Regions from separate parts of the Mus musculus genome. Here regions 1 and 3 are each linked to region 2. The links are chromatin contacts, called in public promoter capture Hi-C maps. All regions are on one chromosome and are shown on one strand. The core of a region is the stretch at or near the end of the contact, and the rest is flanking DNA. Distances in the headings are between cores, read along the strand shown.

What was found. Promoter capture Hi-C pulls out the DNA fragments that hold promoters and counts their contacts. Capture Hi-C pulls out chosen DNA fragments and counts their contacts.
Region 1: a promoter capture Hi-C map of liver shows a contact between it and region 2, with 3 times the contacts expected there. The contact joins the promoter of Slc35b3 here to the promoter of Tmem14c in region 2. A contact is called at or near these places in 10 of 39 promoter capture datasets (the 3T3-L1 cell line, the C10 cell line, cranial neural crest and 6 more), 2 of 484 Hi-C or Micro-C datasets (CD8 T cells and uterus), 1 of 115 datasets of contacts at active chromatin or transcription factors (extraembryonic endoderm stem cells) and 2 of 9 other capture datasets (adipose tissue and liver).
Region 3: a contact with region 2 is called in a promoter capture Hi-C map of pre-B cells, with 2.1 times the contacts expected there. The contact joins the promoter of Ranbp9 here to the promoter of Tmem14c in region 2. A contact is called at or near these places in 2 of 39 promoter capture datasets (erythroid cells and pre-B cells).

Annotation. Positions count from the first base shown.
Region 1 is chr13:38,957,744-38,962,519 of GRCm38.p6, forward strand. Slc35b3 (solute carrier family 35, member B3) reads right to left here and starts at 2,794. Exons shown (of 10, transcript NM_134060.4): 1 at 2,689-2,794. 5033403F01Rik (RIKEN cDNA 5033403F01 gene) reads left to right here and starts at 2,876. Exons shown (of 3, transcript NR_131019.1): 1 at 2,876-3,479.
Region 2 is chr13:41,013,149-41,018,064 of GRCm38.p6, forward strand. Tmem14c (transmembrane protein 14C) reads left to right here and starts at 3,102. Exons shown (of 6, transcript NM_025387.3): 1 at 3,102-3,250; 2 at 3,967-4,025; 3 at 4,558-4,634. The coding sequence starts at 4,003.
Region 3 is chr13:43,478,689-43,483,602 of GRCm38.p6, forward strand. Ranbp9 (RAN binding protein 9) reads right to left here and starts at 2,285. Exons shown (of 14, transcript NM_019930.2): 1 at 1,724-2,285. The coding sequence starts at 2,240.

The DNA.
Region 1 (4,776 bases), core at 1,544-4,043, 2.1 Mb before region 2:
GCAACTCTTTCCTAACATTGCTCTCTTCTGAAATGTTCAGAGTTAAATAAAATGCCAAGTTAACTAGCGCTGACAGTGGAAGAAAGCACCCCATGATTTGGAACTTTGCGTCTGAGCTCTGGAGCCACCTGAGGAGTCTTGGGCAAAGTCAACTCTCTGAGACTCAGGTTCTGAATCTCTACTGGGCAAAGGAAATGCAAGGGTTAAAGCATCTCTGCGGGATCTCTGAGACAAGTGTAAAAGAGCACAGCACACAGTATGGCATCCCAAATGCGGTAGCTTTTAGTATCCAGCTTTTCAGAAACACTGCTGAAGAGGTCTGGTGTGCTTAAGCTGACTCATCCTCCGGACATGGAATAGGAAACGGGGATCTGGAGTTCCCACCTAGCCTTCACTACAAATGTCCCTTCCGTCATCCACTATCAGAAAAAAAGATTCTCTTGTGCTCTGTTAAACATGTGACCAACATTACTCCATTCCACTCTCCTCCACTTTAACACTCCTACACACTTCCTGGAAGCCTTATGAGATGCAGTTCTAGGCTGCAGCACTACCCTCTTTAAAACACGTCCAACACAACACCCATCTCTCCTGAATTCTCTTTAGAGAGCACTTGTGCTAACAAGGAAATGGAGCCACTGTCACTGCTAACACGACATCTCATTACCACCAAACCTGCCCTGTAAAAGTCTGGCATTCAGTGTGCAGCTTTACACTACACTACTGATCAGAATATCGCTGGTCAGAAAGCATGAGTGAGGAAGGCCTCTGCTACTCTCAAACTCCGATCTCCGATGCTTGCAGTCTCACTTCTGTTTCTATTGTTAATAATTGATATTGTTATCTAAAGAATCAGAGCCAGGCATGGAGAGATGGCGTGGTGGTTAAAAATGTTTATTCCTCTTGCAGAAGTTTGGTTCCCAGCACCCGTCCTTGTTAGGTTTGCAATTGACTATTACTCTACCCTCAGATTCCCATCAGAACCCTCTCATGCATATATCCACAAGTACATTCATACACACACACACACAGACACACACAGACACACACACTACAAATAAATCTTATACAAACGAACAAACAAACAGGGACAAAGTCCTTATGGTACGGGGGGGGGGGGGGGGGGGGGGGGGGAAGGAGCCTGAACTACACAGAGAATTTAACACAAGGCTGGGCTACAGAGATCTTGTCTCCAAACAAACAAACAAAAGCTCAAGAACAGGATTACAAGTTTTCAAATCAAATAGCCAACATCTTGCTTTGCTTTAGAGACTCATAATACCCTCTGAAACTAGAACAGAAAGAAGTTGTGGAAGTGGATTGCTGCCTTGGGTCTCTTCTTAAAGCGCAACAGACACTTGGCACATTGCAGGGAGACATAACGGCTAAAATGGAGGTCAAAGAAGTGCTTAGAGTAAGTAAACACATACTGTGTGTGCACACACACAATCGGAAACAGGTGATGTTGCCTTACAATGACACACTGAAATAAAAGCTTATTTCTTTATACAAGTCTGTGTGTCTATGCCACAGATGGCAAGCAAGGGTCAGAAGACAACTCCTGGGAACTGGTTCTCTGTCATTTCACCTTATTGGTTCTGGGCTTGGCCACAGGCTTGGCCTCAGGTGCTCTTACCTGTCAGCTTGCTGGCCTCACCTTATCTCTTAACCTAGTCTTTTTTTTTTTTTTTTTTTTAATGTGAAGGAGGTACGCTTTCTATTACAAAGCTGGAATGGGAGGAAAACTTATCATGTGCACAGCCTGGAAAAGTCCCAGCTTCGCCAGAAACCTGCAACGCTCTAGTAACAATCATGTCTTCACAACTGGGTTCCAGGTGTGGGATAAGATCAAAGAGCAGAAAAACAAGATTGTGATTTCTCCCATACCTTATCACACAAAAGGGTGAGAGACTGGTGATTTCCGAAACTCTATTCCCCTCAAGGGCTAACAATAGGATTTAAAGTAGACTTTAAGCAGAAGTAATGCTATCTAAAATATTTTTCAAACGTTGTCAGTGTCTTTCCCCTCCAAGTCTCAAACTATCTCAACTCACTTGTAACAGAAATGTTTAACTAAAATTCGGGATTCTGATAATCTACTGTAGAAGTAACGCAGATGTAATTCATTCAAACACAAAAAACCAACCAAACAAAAAAACTCAAAACAAACAACTCATGATAGTAAACTAACAAAATCTTTCAGTGTTTTTCCCAAAGAAGAGAAAAGGAAGGAGGAAAGAAGGAAGACACGGAAAGATAGACAGACAAGGTAGGAAGAAAGAAAGGAGAAGAGAATTCAGCTGTAAAGCCCGAAAGAACGTACAGGGATTTCAGCGACATAAACTTAGCAGCCCTGCAAGAACAGTCAACTCGCTGCAAGGCAAACAGTCACCAGGTAACGGAGAGAGCGGACACAGACCCGGAAATGACTCTGAACTGCAAAAACAGCCAAGGGAATCCGAGAGACCAAGTCTCTGAGCACAGAGAGCAGGGTAGAGGAGGGGTCCGGCCCGGGGGTTCTCAGGCCAACAGGGAACGATGCTCTTCCCGGAAGCGCGCGCCCCGACCACCCCGACGGCGGCGGCGTCCACCTTCTCTGTTGACACGGTGTGGGAGCCCACCCGAGTTCTGCCTGACGACGCCTGGCCGCGCAGCAAGACCCCCACCTCCCAGCTCCGCCGCTGTCACCTCCTCGGTCTCCGTCTCCGCCTCCGGGTCTGCTCCCGCGACGGCCGCCTCGGCCGCCACCTCCCCGGAAGGTCTTCACACGCCGGACCCTGCGCGCCACTTCCGCCTAGGCGTCTCTGTGCGCGTGCGCCGGCGCGCGGCTCCGCCCCTTCGCCCTCCCCACCCCCTCGGCTGTTTCTACCTCTCCACCCTGCTCCTGCGTGCTCTGAGCAAGGGTCCTGTCCATCTCGTGGCTTCTGCGACCCAGTTGACTTCACATCCGCGATCGTGAGCCGGGGCGTGTGAAGGATGCCAAGGTTTAGAGTGCTCGAGCCGGATCTCAGCAGCCTGAGGTTCCCTTTCCCCAGCCTCCACCTTTTGATTCAAAGGGATGAAGTTGCTTCTCAACTACTTTCCTGTCCCAGTTCTCCGGACTCACTCCTACCCTTCTGGCCAAGGTGGACTGAAGAAACAGGAAGCCTGCGTCACATGCCCTTACAGTGATGATGGTTTGTAATTGGCCAGAAATGAACCAGGATTGTGTTGACATGCCACTCACTGCTTGAAATGTAAATCCCTGGCTTGGAGTCTGACAAATGTTATAAAATCTCTGATATTTGATCGCCAAATATCATAAATTATTCCACATTGAGAGCTACACTTACAGTTACTGAGATACAATGAAGAAAATGCCAAGATGGGCTTGGCGATAAGGATTATTACGATTACCTTAACCGGAATAGTATTCAAGAGTCTGCTTTGAAAAGGGGTGAATAGTGTCAACAGAAACGTTACAATCCGGTCAGATGTGTGTAAGTTTTAAAATTTCACAAGAATTAGGCATTGGGAAGCATTTATGCCTTAGGAGAGAATCTCTGAAGTGGTGAGGGAAAAGGTCCAGCTAGACATTTTAAAAATACCAGCCTTGCTAAGCCAGTTTTGTATGAAAGTTGAAACTTTAAAAAAAGGGGAGGAAAGAAAAAATCCTAAAGAGAATAACAAAGCCCATTTAGACATTTAGAGATGTCATTCTATGGCTCAACAATAGCAAATAGTAGCAGTAAAACAACTGTCAGCCAAGAAGGAACATTATTTATCAAACACCTGTTGAATGTGCCTATGTGTAGGGTCATATGCATAATTTATAAGTAGCTTATATGGACTTCCAGCCCTTAAGGAGTTATAGGACATAGGTGAGAAGGTAAATGGTAATATAAATCTGGAATACAAGAGGGGTTAAGGTCCACCCACTCTTGCTTAGGCAATCACAATAGCCTAGCTGGCTTCTATTATCTTTTACTTCCTTACAGCCTAATTCTGCCCAAGAGCAGGATTTGATGCTGCTTTGCTCTCAATGCTTTAATGGCTTTTACCATCTCATTGAAACCTAAAACCCTCTCCGTGGTTTGCAACTTGTTCTTGATGGGTCATATCCAAACAACACTTTAGAATTCATCTAACCCCCGTCAGGCACGACATGCCTCACTTTGCTTTGCTTTTCCTATTCCTTTGGTGTGGCACATTGCCCTCAGATATGTCCACTGGGAATGAAAACCAAGCATTTACCAACTGTTACCGTGGAATTAGGGATGAGGTGAGTGAGAGAGTAAGCAGGTAAGAGCAGCCCTGTTTGCCAATAGGAGCAAGGAAGACTGCAGTTATGGCCAGCCACAAAGCTAGATCCGAAACAGGGTTACCATTGCCTGTGGACTCATGAGGAATGCATACTCTTAATGTGAAGACAAGAAGCGCAGTCTCAGCATGTTGATAGCTTTTGACTAACCACAGAACAAACAGAAGAACCAAGGAACTATTCCCACAAAAGATAACCTCATGCCCAAACTCTATCCTTGAGAGGGAAACAGATCCCGTGACTCTTGATGAAAAACATTGTATTGCCACTGAGAAACACTGTATTTCAGTTTAGTGGTCATCTCCCAGCACACTTGAAGCCATTTGCACAAGGAGTTACTCTGTAGAAAGTAAATTACCAAGTCGCCAAGGGCCATTGTGCATAAATGCTGAGTGGATAGTGATGTTGAAGACTCAAAATGGAGGCCTAGTGGTGAAAGGCATGCTGTCCATAATCTATCTCACAAGGGCATCCCC
Region 2 (4,916 bases), core at 1,852-4,351:
TCTTTACCAGAAGTGGATGAAAGGGATTTTCCAGACAATCTGCTTCTAAGCCGCGGGTAACAAGCAAATCTAAGGGCAAGAAGACAACACTTCTCATAATTTGTTGTCTTTCAGAGCATCAGTAGTCTCAGCTCACTTCCTTGTTGCTGTGTTGGCTCAGTGTCACCATAACCATTTGCTTCAGACTGGTGTTGGATAAAGGTGTGTCAGTGTGTGATGGTCTTAGAACAAGCCTAGCACACTGCGGGTACTTAATGACCATGACCCGTGTCTTAGGGTTTTTATTCCTGCACAGATATCATGACCAAGAAGCAAGTTGGGGAGTGTACTGGCTAGTTTTGTGTCAACTTGACACAGCTGGGGTTATCACAGAGAAAGGAGCTTCCGTTGAGGAAATGCCTCCATGAGATCCAACTGTAAGGCATTTCCTCAATTAGTGATCAAGGGTGGGAGGGCCCCTTGTGGGTGGGACCATCTCTGGGCTGGTAGTGTTGGGTTCTATAAGAAAGCAGGCTGAGCAAGCCAGGGGAAGCAAGCCAGTAAGGAACATCCCTCCATGGTCTCTGCATCAGCTCCTGCTTTCTGAACTGCTTGAGTTCCAGTCCTAACTTCCTTGGTGATGAACAGCAGTATGGAAGTGTAAGCTGAATAAACCCTTTCCTCCCCAACTTGCTTCTTGGTCATGATGTTTGTGCAGGAATAGAAACCCTAAGACAGGGAAGAAAGGGTTTATTCAGCTTACACTTCCACACTGCTCTTCACCACCAAAGGAGGTCAGGACTGAAACTCAAGTCAGGAAGCAGGAGCTGATGCAGAGGCTGATGCAGAGGCCATGGAGGGATGTTTCTTACTGGCTTGCTTCCCCTGGCTCGATCAGCTTGCTTTCATTATAGAACCAGCCCAGGGATGGCACCACCCACAATGGGCCCTCACCCCTTGATCACTAACTGAGAAAATGCCTTACAGCTGGATCTCATGGAGGCATTTCCTCAAGGGAGGCTCCTTTCTCTGTGATAACTCCAGCTTGACAGTTGACAAAACCAGCCAGTACAGCCTGTAACATGACACACTGTCATCATAGTAAGGGCATATTTTGTCAAGTGTTGGTACACACCTAATACTTAGGAAGCAAACAGGCAGATCTCTGAGTTCAAAGCCAGCTTGGTCTACAGAGGAAGTTCCAGGATAGAGCTATAAACATATATACATAAAAAATAACACCTTCAATAGATGTCAATTGCCTGAATGTCTTGAGATATCAAAAGATGGGAAATCCCAAGGGCATAGTGTGAGTAGAAGTCAAAAGAAGATTAAAGTCCATGGGCCCGTACGATGGCTTGGTGGCTGGTTGAGTGTACTTACCACGGAGCCCAAAGACCTGAGTTCAGTTTCTGAAGCCCACAGTTGTGGAAGGAAAAAAATTGTCTCCCCACAACTTGTTTTCTGGCCTCCACATTTGTACCACCACACATGTGCCCCCTCTCACATCCCCACATACACACAAAGTCATCTATGATAGAGTTTGTTTGTTTGTTTTTTTTTTTATAAAACATAACTTGGCTTTGGGAGGAGTTGTATGTAAACAATGTTTTAATTGAGCACGTGAGGCATCCTTGTAATCCTGGCATTCAGGAGGTAGAAGGAGTTCCGAGAATTAGAATTGAGGCAGTTTCTGACCACCCGAGAGCTTGTGTAAAGAAAACAAAATGTTAGAAGAAAACATGGGCTTCAATGATACAGTTAGCTGGAATCTCCTGGTTGTCCAAGCTTTTGTAACAATTCTATGTGGTTTGATTGCAACTTGGAGCCTTGACCTTTCCCTAGTGCCTACAGGAGTGAGTTGTATCTTCTACCTAGTCCTAGTTTATTTCCGGGATCCTTCTGTTGGCAGGCATCTAGGAATCTTGGTGCAGCCGGCCACTGTTATACCCACAGTGGCAAAGAGTTAACGGTCTCCTGAGAAGTGCACAGACAGAAGTGTATGAGGCTGGCATAACTAGGAATCCAGATAGCATGTGCCTGGAGCCTCAGTAACCCAGGAGGCTCCCGAGAGAGGATCACTTGAGCCCAGCAGTTCCAGGCCAGCCTGGGCAAAACAGAGTAGTTAAATAGTCCAAGATGCTGTATTTGCAGACACCAAAATTACGTGAGACGTTCAAGTATGATATACAGGAGACAAAACATTCACAGTCCATGACTAGGGCCATCACACGCAAGCCCCGGATTAAGTCCTTGACTACGTGTGTCCTCTACAGCAAGACCCTCAGTGCTCTTAAGGGCCAATACGTACAGTGCTTCTCTGATAGAGCGTGTGGGATTCAGTTCCGCACTACTATCTGCGCCAGGTTGCCGCCATCTTCATGAGGGTCAGCTGTGCCTGCTTGCAAAAGATGGTCCCAGCTGGGCTTGTTGACTGTTTGCCTGACTGTTCACCTTCATTTAGAAAAGGAGTGGAGAGGGTCGTGGGGCCCCTCACCTATATCCCGTTACCCCTTCCACCCAGTTTCATGCATTCTGACCTAGTTGCATGTGACTTGAGGAAGGGCTAGAGTTTATAGGTGGACAGGGACTAGGAAACGGGGCTCTGCACAGCCATAAGTAAGCCATCATTCTCGCTGGGTATAGGTTTTCCAGCATGACTTGTCCCTTCTGCCTGAAACTCCTCAGTCATGCTTTGTAAGGAACTTTAATAAACTCATTGGTTCCTCGGGGTGAACTTTGATTTGTAATTGAGACCTTCTGAGGAGTAAATACTTAGGCTCTCCCAGGGCAAAAATTTCTTAAAAATAGATTGGTTCACTGTTTAAATGTCTATACTTAAGATCTATACTGGGCACATGGCAGTACATAAACACTTTGAGTTGCTTTGACTTGTGGCTGATATGCCTCTTCTACCAGCCTGGTACCCTTTCCTGATGGCTTTTATTAATCCCATTATCCTTGTATCAAACTGGCTCACCCTCGGAGTACGGACCCCAAACTCAGCAGCCAAACCTGGTGCTCCTCCACCCCACTACTCCCAAGCCGGAACCAAGCCCCGCCCCATCACCCGAAGACCGCCTAGGATGATGCCCAGCCAATCACCTCAGGTTCCTCCCGGCTATCCAGGTCCCGCCCCTCCCGCTAGGACGCAGCGCACGCTGTGACGTCTGCACACCCGGCTCCTGACCTCGGCTTCTCGCTGTCTGCTCGCGCCCTCGTCCTACAGCACAGGCCTCCCGGCTCCGGCTCCGGCTCCAGTGTTGGTTGGGTGTGTTCTTACTTTGCCGACTCTATCACCAGGGGAATCGTTCCGTGCACACTCTGCTGAGCTCGCTTCCCCGGCCCGCTTCCCGCCTCTCTAAAATGTTCTCTAACTGCGGTTCCGGGAGTGGAAACCTAAACGCGCGTGCGCTGCTTCCGCGCCACGGAGGGCTTTTCCGTAAGAGAGCAGGAGTCACTTTGTAGGGTTGTAGCGCGTCTAAGTGCAGTTGCGACTAGGGTTCCGAGCATTTTCTGGTCCCTTGCTCCAGCCTAATAGGAGCCGAGGGTTGGGTGCAAGGGTTTCTAAAAGTTTGCAAACTGAGTATGGAGGACGTTGGAGAGAAAGCAGCATTTACCCTGCTTCTCGGAGACGCTAAGAAGAATGGAGGTACAGGCCATTTGTTTTCTGATTTAGCAATCAACTAACTGATGAGACAGTCAGCTGCTCCAGAGCTGCTCCGTGACTCCTGCTCGTTTCGGTGGGCCTGTGCTATAGTAGAGGCTGTGGTAAAAATATTTGGTGTCTCTACAACACTTAATATTCACAGAGGTGTTTTACTTGTTATCCAGTTACCTTCACTGGACAGCAGAGCTAGGGCGACTAGTGACTGTGTGTGTCCAGGCGGCAGTTGCAATCACACCCAGAGCTGTACCTTGAACTCATTTCTTCCTGATTGCTAGAGGTCAGCGTGTCTCTTGACTGCTCTGACCTCTCCTCCACAGGTGCAGGCCTGGTGTGGTCTCCAAAGCGACTGAACAATGCAGAAAGACAGTGGCCCATTGTAAGTGCCCTGTGCATCGGAGTAGAATCACTGGGAGCCTCTAAAACCAGAGCACATGACGGGAACCTCCAGCTTGGCACTGCCCACCAGGCAGCGTAGGTTGTGACATGATCCTTGAACTAGCGGCCTGGGACATGGACTTGAATCCAGTTCTGCCACTGGCTAGTTCTTTCACCGAGCCTGCCACCTGGCCTATCTTTCTTTCTGATTGGGCACTGGCAGAATTTGCTGGAAACGACAATCCTTTTGTCCCTGAGGATGATTTAAGCAATTACATTTACTTCTTTGTGTGGATGCATTCGTGCCATGTTGAGTTTGTAGGTGTCAGAGGACAATTTTCAGGAGTTGCGGGAGTTGATCTTCTGCTATGTGGACCATTGTAATGTAACCAAACTCAGGTTGCCAGCCTCCGGGAGCCGGGGGTGGGGGGCGCATCGCCACCAAGGCCAAGTTCCCGCAGGCCCCATCCAGTGATTTTGTGTGTTGTATTTTATACTCGGTTGACACTGGCTTCTCCCTTTGGCCTTTTCAGGATGCCTTTACATTATTTTGGTTTCGGCTATGCAGCCCTGGTTGCTACCGGTGGGATTATTGGCTATGCCAAAGCAGGTGAGCCTTTCTTGTTACTCTTAAAATTGTCACCTTAGTCCAGTGACATGTGGGTCCCCAGAGCCCTTGACACCTAATATGGCTTGACTCAAGTTTGCTTTAGGCCCTGAGTACACCCTGCATTGGCCTCTGATTATCTGGCTGAGTGGAGCCAGGCGTTTTTTTTTTTTTTTTTTTCCCCTCTTTACATACAGATAGGCAGGGGTATTAGTGGGTGGGTGTTATCGACCATTGCCATACACCGCGTTGTCTCTCAGCTCCTCAAGGAGGAAATCTCTTGTC
Region 3 (4,914 bases), core at 1,035-3,534, 2.5 Mb after region 2:
CCGACAGAAAGAGTAACTGCGACAACAGTATCCTAACATTGGAACCCCAAGCACACAAGCATGCATTTGGCTCTGGCCCAGATGATTCATTTTACATAAAAGAAGTAAACACGACTAAGCAAGGTGTATCACAAGGCTAAGTAAGCCATAATCACGAGTTTTAAGCGAAAATTCCTTACCGAGTACCCAGCTGGACTCCCACATCACTCAGAAGAGGCTGAGGCCCTCTCTTGTGACATACCTAGTATCACCAGTGACTGCTAGAACTCAGGAAAGCTAGGATTCTTTGTTCACTAATCTCCCCTACACACACAGTCTCTGCCTTTACAAGCTTTTTATTTACTATAAACTACAAATTTAAAATAATAAAGTTTTGTCAAATCTAACAAAAGCATTCTGGCTGCCAAAACAGAAGTAAACACTTCATAACATAGCACTCACTGTTCACACAAATTTAAAAACAAAATTAAGTAACAATCTACAAGGAAAGCAACAAAATGTCCTAACTGAAAGGAAGAAGAAAAAAAAAACTTCAGTATTTTGAAATTTTCAGCCACTTACACCAAGGAACATAACGTTCAAAATAATAAGTACTTCTTTGGATCTATGGCAAGAATAAAAAGGAATGTTCAACAAGGCCCATCTTTGTGTAGATTCTTTACAGCCAAAGCATTCAGCAGATTTCTGTTGCCATAAGCGTTTCTAATTAAATAGTAGCCGATTTGTCAAGAGTCTTCGCAAACCCTGTTCTGAATTCTTTCAGAATCTTACAGCAAGGTTGTTTATATCCTCACTAGGAGCCAAAGACCCTTCCTTTAGAGCCAATCAAAATGAGCCTGCTTAGAATGTAAAATCCTCTGCTTTAGATTTAGGGCCTAAAACACCGACTGTGTTCAAACTGATACCACTGCATTTTTTTCTTTGCCCCTTCCACACAGCTAAACTTGACGTATGCCATTAATCTGAGCTACATTTCAAAAACCCCTTACTGGCATTTATAATCTTCTATACAACCAGTTTGCTTAAAGCTTTGTTTTAACCTAGGAAAAAGTGGGGATGGGAGAAAGCAGCAGCCTAAGGTGGTTAACTTTGTTAACTGCAGGTGCAAAATATAAGCCAGTTTTGGTTTTTTTTTTTTTGTTTTTTGTTTTTGAAAATGCTAATCGGTATGTTTTAAAACCCTTGTTTTCAACAAAACTTCATGTAACACCAACCCGGAAACACGGGGCATTTCCAATCCGGAGGGGGGGGGGGTCTGCTCCCCGAAGAAAACAGGGAATCCTGAGGTTCCTCTCCCAGTTGCTTTCAGTAAGGTGCAATGATGGCCAACTTGGGCCCCTTGTCCTTTTGTCCCCCTAGACAATCTCTGGCCTAATTTGGGACAAATCCTCCACTGATCACGCCTCCCTCCCCCTCCTGTGGATCTCTGTTCTCCCTTAATTAGAAACTGTACCTCGGAATCGTGCCTCTCACCCCTGCTGCGTAAGAGGAGATGGCCTGACCCTCCACCTGGAGAACAATGTAACCCAACTCCGGCCCATAGATTTATCTCCAGGAAATCAGAAGGTGCGATGTGTCTGGTCATCCCGGATTCCCTCAAAGCGTCCAGCTCCGGGCCTAGGGATCCCAGCTCCTTCCCACCTGGGACCCCACTCTCACCTTCCCTCGCCCAGAGCCTCGCCCCGCACCGTCCGATCTCTCCGCCGGACCCCGCGCCCCGTACCTTTGTAGTGCACCCGCAGGTTGTTCTGCGAGAGGCCGATGTAGCTGAACTTGTCCTTCGGGCTCCAGGACCGGGGCAGCGGCGTCTCCTGCTCATCCACAGCCGGGTAGAGGCGCTTCAGCCGCCTCTGCAGCTCCTTCTCCTGCTCGTTGAGGGCCGAGTCGCCGTGCGGGAAAGGGGCAGCGGCGCTGCTGCCCGCCGCCAGGCCCGGGACCGGGACGCCTGCGGCCGGGCCGGGGCCCACCGCCAGGCCGGGCGGCGCGGTGGCGGGGGCGGCCGCCGAGGCGGGGGGCGGCGGCGCGGCGGTGGCCGGGGGAGGCGGCGGCGGCGGCGGCGGGTGGAGCAGCAGGGCGGCCGCTGCGGCCCCCAAGCCTCCACCGGGCGAGCCGGCCGGGGAGGAGCCGGCGCTGGCGGCCGCGGCCGCGGGCAGGGCGACTCCGGAGCCCGGGGCCCCGGCGGCGGGCGGCGGCGGCGGCGGCTGCTGTTGCGGCGGCGGTGGCGGCGGCTGCCCGGACATCCCGGCCGCGACTCAGCCTGCGGCACCTCCACTCGTCCCTGCTTCCTCCTGCGCTTCCCGGGGGCGCTGTCGCTGCGGCCGCCGGCACCAGGCGCCCAGAGTCCGCCCGCCCCGGAAGCAGGCGGCGGGCCGCGCGGCCCGGCGGAGCGCGGCGGTTGAGGAGACCGACCGCGGGCGGGCGCGAGGGAGCGTTGGCCAGGCGCTGGCGGGCACGCGACCGGGAGCGATGCGGTGGGACAGCGAGGGGAGCGGGCGGAAGGGCGCGCGGCCCTGGGCGACGCGGTGAAGCGGGGAAGAGAGACTGCGAGGAGGTGCGAGCGGCCGCGGCGGCCGCTGCTCTCGCGGCTGTTTCCCGGCGGGCGAGCGAGCGGGCGGGCGGCGCGAGACGCTGCGCGCGGGCGGCGCCAGGCGAGGAGGCGGGCCGCGGCGCGAGGGGCGGGCCTGGTGCGCGCGCGGACGGCCTTCTCCGCGGCCTGGGGCTCGCCGGCGCGGGCGAGGACGCGGGCGCGGGTTCGGCCGCGGGCCTCCGGTGGCTGCGGGATCCTAGCTGCGCCGACCGGCGGCCTCGTCGCGTCTCGACGGGCCGTCCCCCTCAGCCGCCGGGAGGCCGCAGCGCGCCCAGGCGAGAGCAATCGAGCCCTGCTGCGCCGCCGGGAGCTGAGCCCGGGGTTTCTAACGCCTTACCGCCTAGCTAGCGGGTCAATAAAGGGCCCTTGGAAACCATTTCTGAAGGCGAAGTCTCCCGCTTCATGAGTGACCCTCTCGTTAATTAATTAATTTATGAGGAGTCCGAGTGAACTTAATGGGGGAGAAACAGCCACGTTAGGAATACCAATCAAGACGGGCAGATCGTCAAAGGGCAGGAATGCGAACTGTGTGAGCGTTTAGGAAGGGCTTCTGGAGACAGACGTCAAAACATTTTATAAGCTCATTAATTCTCATCATAGGCCTCTTTGTTAGGTAGCAGAGAATTATGCCCATTTTTTTTTAAACATGGAAATATTTACTGAGGTCAGCAGAGTTTTAAAAAAGGAGACTTCCTACTTTGCAATTCTCAGTAGAGTGCTTGGTCAACCCGTGTGGCACAATTTGCCAAGTGTTGCTCTCTGACCCCCACATAGCATTACTAGTCTGTTTTCGGCACTTCCCTTTGTTTAACCTACCCTTTCCTTAGCCCGGCAAAAATCAGGCTTCACTCCCATAATCTACATGGTACAGATTCCGATGCTGTGTTAGCTTCCGGAGATGATATGCTGGCTCTGATTGGACCGTATAAGCATGGAATGGTTGGTTAATAGAGAACTAGTTATTTTGTTTTTGAAGCGAATGGGTCAATGGTGACTTAATCGAAGACTCCCATGGACATAGCGCCTAGCCAGTTGTAGCAGTCCTTCTGCCTAATTTCCATCTTAAATTACCCACACTAGACACTCCATTGTTCATTAGTAATAAAATGCCCCATAACTCTAACCTCGGCTCTACATTTTTTTTAACAAATCACAGCATGTTTACATGACGCCACTGAATTTAAAAAACACTAAAACTTTCGTTTATACTAAAATAAAAGGAGTTCAATGGAAGCCATGTTCTACATATTGGTAGCCAAGATGGACCCCACGGGCTCCAAGCCTCATCAAACAACCTTGACATTCATTAAGATTTTACACATGGACTGGTGAGACGGCTCAGCAGTTAAGAGCACCGATTGCTCTTCCAGAGGTCCTGAGTTCAATTCCCAGCAACCACATGGTGACTCACAACCATCTGTACTGGGGTCTGATGGCCCCTCTGGTGTGTCTGAAGACAACTACAGTGTACTTATATAAATAATAAATAAATAAATATTAAGAAAAAAAGATTTTAGTCATGAAATTTTTCTGTCAGGGCACTTAGAACTTTTTACATACCCTAGGCACTGTTAAGGGAATGGAACCTTCTGAAACCTTGTCAAAATCTTTTTCTTGGAGAAACTGGTTGTCCTCCAGTCGGTGTCAACAGATTAATGAACTGTAAGGGAACATTGTAAAACGGCACTTTCCCACATCAGCAGAAGCAGAGAACCTTTGGGGATATCAGTGTGGTAGATAAGATAACCGTACCTTTTGACTTCTCCGTTCAAAAAATTAAAAACCAGACTCCGGAGATGGCTCGGTTGGTAAAGTGTTTGCTGTACAACCTTGAAAACCGGAGTTCAAGTCCCGATTAAAAAGTGGGGTGCGGTGGCCCACACTTGTAATCCCAGTGGAGAGACAGAGACAAGAGCGTCCCTGGGGGGGCTGGATGACAAGCAAATCTAGCTTACTGGGTAAGTTCCAGAACAGTAAGAGATCCTGTTTCAAAACCTAAAGTGGATAGCTCCTGAAGAAAAACACCTGAAGCCGACTCTGGCCTCTCTATATTTGGGAGCACACACACATATGCACACGCATACCCTTACTTATTAATAAGCAGAGAGTGAAAAGTAAAAGCCGAGCAACAAAAGGGAAGTGCGGAAATATTCATGGTAAGGGAATGCATGGAAGTAACTGAAATGCCCAACATGAAGAGACTAGTTGAAGAAATTATCCATATACCTCATAATGGGATTACGGTTACAGAAGCACACGCTGCCTATCTGTGCAATTTTTCTTGTTTTTCCTCTAAAAGCCTCCCTTTCTGGCAGTGGAATTGCCAA